2 separate regions of the Capra hircus genome follow, and region 1 is linked to region 2. The links are chromatin contacts, called in public Hi-C maps. All regions are on one chromosome and are shown on one strand. Each heading gives the region's core, a stretch centred on a gene start, on an enhancer-like site or on the middle of the called end of the contact. The rest is flanking DNA. Distances are from core to core; before and after follow the strand shown.

Region 1 (4,319 bases), core at 1,179-3,678, 150 kb before region 2:
CGACTCTCGCATTCCTAGGTGTTCTGTAGTGAGAGGCTTTTTGGGTTCTCTTGTCCACTCTGTTGCCAGCAGTGGAAGGTACAGTGTAGATCATCCCCTTCAAACCTAACGAAATAGGTAGCTTAATTACCTCAACTTCACAGAGAAAATCGAGATTCAGAAACATTTAATAATTTGCTTAAATTCGGAAGTTAACAACCCAGATATGATCTTAGCTCTTCTGATCTCCAAAGCCTGCGTGTTCACCCACCTTGTTGCGTTCGCTTCCCTCGCTCAATACCTTTTACTATACTAAGTGGCTAAAGTGTTAAAGCCTGTTATGTGTCTAGTTGTGATTTACTTATTTATTTATGCCACAATCAGACCTGCTGCTGGCAGGAAGCCCTCCGGTGGACAGTCGTGGTGCTGGAGCCGGGCCAGGCGCATGGTTTAGACAGGAGCTGCCCTCCGCCACAGGGGTCACTGGAGAGATTTAGCACAGACCAGGAGCTTGTTGGTGGCTTTTCTGGTTCAGAAACTCGATCGTATCAGTTTACCTGACGCTAATCTGATTCTAGAGAACTGATTCGTAGGGATACATCTCAGAGGCCGGAATTCCAGTACAAGTGTATTGACTTACAGTGAAGGGTGGTCCTTTTCAGTGACCAGAATCCCTGCATCCACTCTCAGGGATTTTTCAGGTGGCAAGATGGGGGTGGGGTGGAAGGACACATCTGCTACCAGCTTGGTGAACTTGGAATCAGAAAAAGGAAAGTTAAGTGACCTAAGGTAATTACATGGTCTTCAGGCTGAGGAAAGTAAAGCAAAGTGAAAGTGACACTTTACGACCCCATGGACTGCAGCCCGCCCCCCCCCCCCCCCCCGCCCAGGCTCCTCTGTCCAAGCTGGGGAATATGCAACAAAATTAATGCTGTAATAATCAGAAAGGACAAGTGATAAGCACACGTCAGGTGTCAACGTGATCAGCACACCAGGTGCCGTGGATGCAAAGATGACTACGATGGTGACCTGCCCTGGGGACCTGACCATCTCAGTCAACTCTAGAAAATTCTCCTTTTATGTCTGTGTGGCGCATTCATCACTTGTACTGTGTGCAACATTCCAGGCCTGGGAAACTGACTCCTGGGTCTCCAGAGTCTTCTCTGCACTGTGTGGACAAGCTTCTCTCTGGGCAGTTGCTTCTCCGGGTCCCCCTGCTCCGTTTTTAGGTCGCTTTTCACCCACAGTTACTCTGTGTGCTGTGTACATAGGGCGTGGCTTCTCACGGTGACTCACGTGGCACTGGCAGGAGGGGGGTGTGGCTGGAGTCAGCCCCCTTTGCCTCTGCCAGCGGTTTCCCAGGGAGCAATGACAAACACCTTGGGTTTCATTTTGTGTTTGTTCATGGGGTGGCTGGCCGAGGAAAGCCTGCTGGCTTATTTCTGTAACGATGGAAACGCGGAAGCTTGGGATTGCAAATAAGACGCTAGAGTCTGGGGAGCATGGGAGCATCTGGTTCAGGAGCAGAATAACTCCAAAGTAACCTGACACTTGAGAGCTAAGTTTGACCCAAATAGGAGGAAACCTGAAGGCCCTGGGTCCATCCAGCAGCCCTGCCCTGGAGGGTCACTGAGGTTCTGGCTGATGGGCATCCTCGCAGTTCAGTTCAGTGCAGCTCGGTTGAGTCAGTAGATCTGAGGCTTCATCTTTGTTTTCTGGGTCACCTAAACTGGGAACACGGAGGTATTTGATGTAGTTCTGGCCGGGGTTAGGTATTTGACTCATTTATTGGTTTGGCTCAATTTGGGTTGTTGCAAAGTTTCACTTAATAAAATATTTAATGGAGAGAAAGAAGAAAGTCACATTTTCAGCTAGCTAAGTAAGGCGTCAAATTACTGTTTAAAAGCCTTTAACTCTGTGGGCCCACAGAAGGTTCCCCCGGGTTTAGGTATGGGATGGAGGTCCCCCGGGGATACACCCAGGAGGTTGGACTGGACCCTCTGGGAGCAGGACCACTCACCCAGCCTCTGCATGGTGTGTGAAGCCACCACATCAAACAGAAACTGCTCGGAAAATAGAATTTCCTAAATCTAATGGAGACGAAAGTCAAAGCAGTGGAGTTGAGAGGCTGGAAAGCTGCTGCTCACTCTTGTGTTTTGATGGGGCCTAAGGGCACTGGGAGTCGAGGGAGAGATCCTCAGGTCCTGGTGGGAGACTGCCTTCCACTCCAGAGAATGCCGATGGAATCTGTGTGCACAAGTCTTCCTGGAGCCTTCCCCGGTCCCACATGTTCTGCTAACCTCCTGGTTCCTGCTCAGGCTGGTAAATTGACTTTGTACTTGACCTGATGTGAAGGAGGGCTTAGGAGAAAGTGGACGCAAAGTAGCCAATTTGGCCTCAGTTTCAGGGGCTGGCAAGGCTCTGGGTCCCTGGCCCTGGCTGCCAAGGGGCTGTGGGTGCCTGGAGTCCCTGATCTCGTGCCTGGTGAGGGGCAGCTCTGTCTAGGATATTGCTGGTGTGGCTCTGGTGAAAATCACCTTTGCCCCGGCTGTCTTGCCATCCACCTTTTGGCAGGTGAGTCCTATGGCTCCACCTGTGTGGAGCCTCGGGAGGTGAGTGCCAGGAGAAACATGTTAAAGTAAGCCATAAAAAGAACGAAATTGTGCCATTTTCAGAGACATGATGGACTTAGATTTATTTCATACAGAGTGAAATAAGTCAGAGAGTGAAATAAGTCAGAAAGAGAAAAGCAAATACTATACATTAGTGCATAGAAGTGGAATCGAAAAAGGTACAGGGGAAGCTGTTTGTAGAACTTGAATCAAGACACACACGTAGAAAAAAAATATATGGATACCAAGGTGGGAGGAGAGGATGGGACGGATAGGGAGATTAGGGTCGACATATATGAGCCATTGATACTACGTGTAAAACCAATGAGAACCTACTGTATATCTAGGGAAACTCTACTCAGTGTTCTGTGATGGCCTGAATGGGAAGGAAATCCGAAAAAGAGGGGATATATGTATACCTATAGCTGACTCACTTTTCTGTACAGTAGAAACTAATGCAAAATTGTAAAGCAGCAATACTCCAATTTGAAAGAAAAAGGTGAGATCGGGAAGCCTGGGTAACTGCAATTGTGGAAACTACGCGTTTCCTTTTTTTTTTTTTTCATCAATTATGGGCTTTTCCCTGAACAGAAGGATGGGGGCCTTAGGTTTGCTGTAGCAAGTCCCTTGTTTATGGAGGAGGGGACTGTTTATCAACACCAAGATTCTGAGAATTCCATCCTGTTTCTTTCATCGCCACAGTCAGCCTTCAACATTTAATGAAGACTCATGGGCGGTGACTTCCCCCTCCCACGGACAAATTCCTTTAAGGAATCATGAGACCAGTGACACTCAGCAGCTGTTTAAAAGACTGTTTAGACTCCTGGAATGATGCTGGGAATTCTGGGATTTGCGGTCTTGGTCAAGAAGGGCCCTCAGCTGAGAAGTCCAGCAGTATAATAATCTCTCTCAGTTCAAACCCAGGGGAACCTTCTTTACAAAACCTACTAGTCTGCTCCTCTTGATACAGTTACTGCCAAGTGGTGGAGTTTAATGTAAAAAACAAAACTACTATCCTTTCTGCTCTGGATCACATAATATAACATAGGAGACCAAATTCTACATGAAAAGGGTTGGATTCAATCATTCCATGCTCAATGCTTGTGTTAGATAGAGGCTATAATGCTCACTGTGGGCTAATAGTGAATTCTAGCAGGTCCTGAGAGATAAAGTGGTTTGGAATGCTGGCCACTTCTCCGTCAGTTCAAGTGTGTTCTCCGTATGTGATCTTCTTAAGCCACCTGGTTTAGCTTTGGCCATGGAGACTTGGAAGAGAGTAGTGGGAACCTTGCAGGCAGGAGCTCTGGGCACACAGCCTAACTTAAAAGAAGCAAGACGCAGACTTGAGCAGACACATGCCAGAGAAACAGGACTGATAGGATGCATACTCCTGAGTGTATTCCATTCTTATGAGGCAGGCTTTCTCAAGCCTGTTGATCTCAGGACCCCTTTCTGCTCTTAAAAACCAAGGATTTCAAACAGCTTTTGTCTACAATGGGCTAGACGACTAATATTTACTATGTTAAACAAATAAAATTGAGATGTTTTCAAAATACTTATTAATTTATTTACAAGGTACAGTAAGAATCCCATAACAGAAATAACATACTTTTATGAGAATTAAGTATATTTTTCAAGACAGAGGAAAAGGAGTAAGGAGTGTATTACTGTTCTGAAGCTTTGCAGACGCCTTTAACGTTTGGCTCAGCAGAACACAGCTGGACGCTC
Region 2 (4,581 bases), core at 613-3,112:
GAGCGTCTGGGGACCACTGCCTGTGGCAGAGTTGGGGTAGGTCTTGGCTCGCTGGTGTCTGTAGTTCTAGGAAGAGTTGCAATCAAAGCTGTGTCCCCTGGATGGCCATATTTCAGAAGCATGTAAAGTTTGCTCAGTGATTCAGTTTTAGAATTTGTGGGACACTTCACATGTGTCTTGCAAGGCATATGTCTCCTGGCAAAGCCTCGCTGTTCAGATGTGAGCTTCAGTCAGGGGTTTTCCCCCATCTGTCCCTCTCTCCCTCTGGACTTCTGCTTTGAGTAAAGTGTACATTTTGGTTTTATGTATTACAATTCTGCACCACCCAGAAGGCGAGCTCTCTCCTTTCCTGTCTCTGGCGAGGCTGCACGGTTTCAAAGCACAGCCACAGCTGGTTCTCCCTGAGCTGCCCCGTGGGCATGAGCTTAAAGGAGCCAGCGTCTCATTTCCTGCCTCTGCACACCTTCCTTTCACCCGCCCCCATCACTTCCTGGAGCGTGTTTGCTCTCAGAAGGATTTGTTACCTGATCTGTCCAGCCGCTGGTTTTCCTAAACCCATCTGTCTGTCTCTCTGTTTTTCTTTTCTGTATCAATGAGGAAAGCGGGTTGCATAAGTGAAAAACAAACAAACAAAGCCCAACAACAACGGCATGTAGATTTGTGATCAGTTTATTGTCTGCAATTTTTTTGTACTTCTACTTTTGCTAGCATGCTGTTTCTGAACCTTTTTATCACAGGATGATGATATAAATGAGTTTTTTTCTCACTGTGTGCTTAAGTTGTCTGTGCTGTTTGATTTAGTAAATGAACTAAACAGCCCATAATAGCCTGTTTTTTATATGTGCATACTGCAAAAATTATAATAATACAAACTTTTCCCTAGTTATTCTCATATTTTCCCATGGTGTCAGAGGAAAATGTTTTAATACACCCTCGTATGTTTTTTTTCTGGAGGTATGTATGCAAATTAAACTGACAAAAGTTGACTTTTATTCATGTGAGTTAAGTGGGAGTTCACAGAAAACTGACTGCAAGAAGTGGTTAGGGCATCTTAACAGGGGAAAGCGGTAGGAAAAGCCACTTATGGAAAATGAGTGACTTTTAGGAAAGATGAGGGCCCTGTAGAACAGGAGGGAGACAGGCTAGTTTTGTGCCAGTGTCTGTTTAGCTGAGGGCTTCTCCTCTCAGTGATAAGAGTCAGTCTTCCCTGGTTGGAAGGAAAAGAATACCTTTTCCTTGCAAGGGAGGGAAGGGATTTATGACAACTGAGTTCTCCTGCTTTCAGGTAAAAGGAAAGCCTGTTCTTACGTGTCTCCAGCTCAGTCTGCAGCTCAAAGTGGTGTTTATTCACCATGGTGTGTTCTGGACCCTGTCCATGGTGACTTGAATTGGACATAGACGTCCAGGCTGTAAAAATCGAACTGGCAGGTCGGAAGGGAGTGGAGTTTGCCAGAGCCCACTGCCTTCTGAGCAGAGGTGACTTGGTATATCTGGAGAAAGAAATGGCAACCCACTCCAATATTCTTGCCTGGGAAATCCCATGGACAAAGGAGCCTGGTGGGCTACCGTCCATGGGGTCACAAAGAGTCAGACACGACTGAGGGACTAAAAAACGACTTGGCATATGGGCGCGTCATGGCGTAGTGGGGACGGGTTACAAGGCCCACACCTGGTGTCTGTTACTGCTGACCGGCTGCGTGGCCCTGAGCAAGTCACCAGACTTCCCTGGGTCTCAGATTAGAAGTACATTACCTGCATTTCAGGTCTCAGTTGCCACTGATTGGCGAGAGGCGGGGCTCACTTGTCCAGTCCTCAGGGCAGGGCTCTGGGGGTTTGAGGGTGGGGAGACAACCAGAGCGGCCGCTCTGCCTGCCCTGCCGTCTCTTGACTTGCCTGGTTGTTCCAGCCCTCCCTGGGTGGGGTTCTGTTTTATTTTCAAGTCGTTGTTACACAGTGTCTCGGGACGGAGGGGCTGAAGACACCAGGCTCCTAGGGACCGCTGCTTGCTCTGAGCCCAGACGTGGAAGGTCTGCGGGCTGAGCCCTCGTGGTTGTTCTTCCGTGCGGCTCTTTGAGAGCAGTGACTCACCAGGGCTGAGGTGGGCGGGCACTCTGATCCCTACGGTTGCACTTTGTCCTCCCAGGACCTAGATGGGAGCAGTGGCTGAAGCCTGGAGCCACGAGCCAACCCCAGGCCAGGAGGACTAGACAGAAGTCTGCCCACTCCCACACCTTCGGGTTTCTCCTGGTACATGGCATTGCCTCTGAAACAGTCACTTGAGAACTTGGGAAGTGTCATCGAATTCCGGGCGGCAGACTCTCCACCTGTGGGGTTGTCTGGTCTGGAATCTCAGATCCTGAGAGGTTAGTGGTGACTCGTTCAGGCACACCCAGCTGGTTAGTAGGCTGATCTGGTTTAGCGCTTGCCCCATCAGACCAAGTGCCCGCATGCTGGGCCACGCAGCAGCCCAGACTCAGTCCCCTTAAGACACATCGTCTGTGAACCTGCTGAGAGAGGCAGCCTTGGATAGCAAATGCAGCCTCTGGGCCATTTCTCCTGCAGGCCTGCGTTACCTGAGCTTTGTTAGTTATCTATTTTATATATAGTGGTGTATATATTGGAGAAGGAAATGGCAACCCACTCCAGTGTTCTTGCCTGGAGAATCCCAGGGACGGCAGAGCCTGGTGGGCTGCCGTCTATGGGGCCGCACAGAGTCGGACACGACTGAAGCGACTTAGCAGTGTATATGTGGGCTTCCCTGGTGGCTCGGTGGTAAAGACTCTGCCTGCAGGGCAGGAGACCCGGGTTCCATCTGTGAGTCGGGAAGATCCCTTGGAGGAGGGCATGGCAACGCAGTCCAGTATTCTTGCCTGGAGAATCTCATGGACAGAGGAGCCTGGGAGGCTGCAGTCCACGGGGTCACACAGAGTTGGACACGACTAAAGTGACTAAGCAGCAGCGACGGCAGTGTGTATCTGTCAGTCACAATCCCCCGACTTATCCCTCTCTCCCCTTATCTCCTGGTAACCGTAAGTTTGTTTTCTACATCTGTCACTCATTTCTCTTTTGTAGGTAACTTCACTTGTACCCTTTTTTTAAATTCCACATATAAGTGGTATCATATGATACTTGTCTTTCTGTGTTTGACTGACTGATGATAATCTCTGGGTCCATCCATGTTGCTGCAAATGGCATTATTTCATTCTTTTTGAGGCTGAGCAATACTCCGTTGTATTAATGTATATGTACTACATCTTCTTTATCCATTCCTCTGTTGATGGACATTCGGGTTGTTTCCATGTCTTGGCTATTGTAAATAGTGCTTCAGTGAATATTGGGGAGAATGTATCTTTTTGAATTATAATTTTGTCTGCATATGTGCTCAGGAGTGGGATTGCTGGATCATATGGCAGCCCTGTTTTTAGTTTATTAAGGAACCTCCATACTGTTCTGCATAGTGACTTCACCAAGTTACATTCCCACCAACAGGGTAGGAAGGTTCCTTTTTCTCTACACCTTCTCCAGCATTCATTGTTTGTATATTTCTTGATGATAGGAATTCTGATTGGTATGAGGTGATACCTCATTTTAGCTTTGGTTTGCATTTCTCTAATAATGAGTGATGTGGAGCATCCTTTCATGTGCTTTTGGTCTGTCTGTATGTCTTCTTTAGAGAAATGTTTATTTCGCTTTCACCCATTTTTTGATTGGGTTTTTTTGCATTGAGCTGAACGAGCTGTTTGTATATTTTGGAGATTCATTCCTCAGTTGCCTCTTTTGCAAATATTTTCTCCCACTCTGAGGGTTGTCTTTTCATTTTCTTTATGGTTTCCTTTGTTGTGTAAGAGTATACTACAAAGCTACAATAATCAGAACAGCATGGTACTGGCACAAAGCCAAAAATGTCAATCAATGGAACAGGTTAGAAAGTCCAGAAATAAACCCACACGTCCATGGTCAATTAATCTACGATGAAGGAGGCAAAAACATACAATGGAGAAAACACAATCTCTTGAATAAGTGGTACTGGGCAAACTGGACAACTACATGTAAAACAATGGAATTAGAACAATCCCTAATATCACACACAAAAATAAACGCAAAATGGATTAAAGACTTCAATGTTAGGCCGGATATTATAAACCTCTTAGAGAAAAACACAGGCAGAATACTCTTTGACATAAATTGCAGGAACTCCTCATTAGACTAATGAAAACAGAAACAAAAATAAACAAATGCGTGCTGCTTTTCTTAGTATCTTTTATGATGGTTCATCATGTGTCACCAACATCACTACTGAAATTAGGGTTTTAATTAAGCCTCTGATTAAAGACAGGTTTGCTTCTTCCCATCTGTGTTTCAGTCGTGTCTTTCTGGCATATAGTCAGCTTGGTGGGGAGGGGCGGGGGCTTGTTTTCTTTACCTTCCTGGATATCACCCTTACCTAACTTGTTCGCGTTTGAAAAGGTTGTGACCAAGGGGTCCTGGAGGCAGGCTCCCCCACCGGAGGAAGAGAGGACGGAGGCTCAGAGGATCCCCAGGAAGAGACTGGGGTCTGGGAAGAGGTCGAGGCCCCGACCA

Evidence for each region. Hi-C and Micro-C count contacts between places; a contact is called where the count stands out from the background.
Region 1: a contact with region 2 is called in a Hi-C map of blood, with 5 times the contacts expected there. The contact joins two enhancer-like sites. A contact is called at or near these places in 2 of 5 Hi-C or Micro-C datasets (both in blood).

The regions. Positions count from the first base shown.
Region 1 is chr12:52,671,255-52,675,573 of ARS1.2, reverse strand. No RefSeq gene overlaps it. Among named protein-coding and RNA genes, the nearest start is that of SPATA13, 94 kb to the right of the region's middle. Within about 2 kb of position 2,428, at least 1 of the 5 cell types and tissues checked has an H3K27ac peak or open chromatin away from gene starts, as enhancers often do.
Region 2 is chr12:52,518,547-52,523,127 of ARS1.2, reverse strand. It overlaps SPATA13 (spermatogenesis-associated protein 13), which reads left to right. Exons shown (of 13, transcript XM_018056562.1): 3 at 4,468-4,581. Among named protein-coding and RNA genes, the nearest start is that of C1QTNF9, 51 kb to the right of the region's middle. Within about 2 kb of position 1,862, at least 1 of the 5 cell types and tissues checked has an H3K27ac peak or open chromatin away from gene starts, as enhancers often do.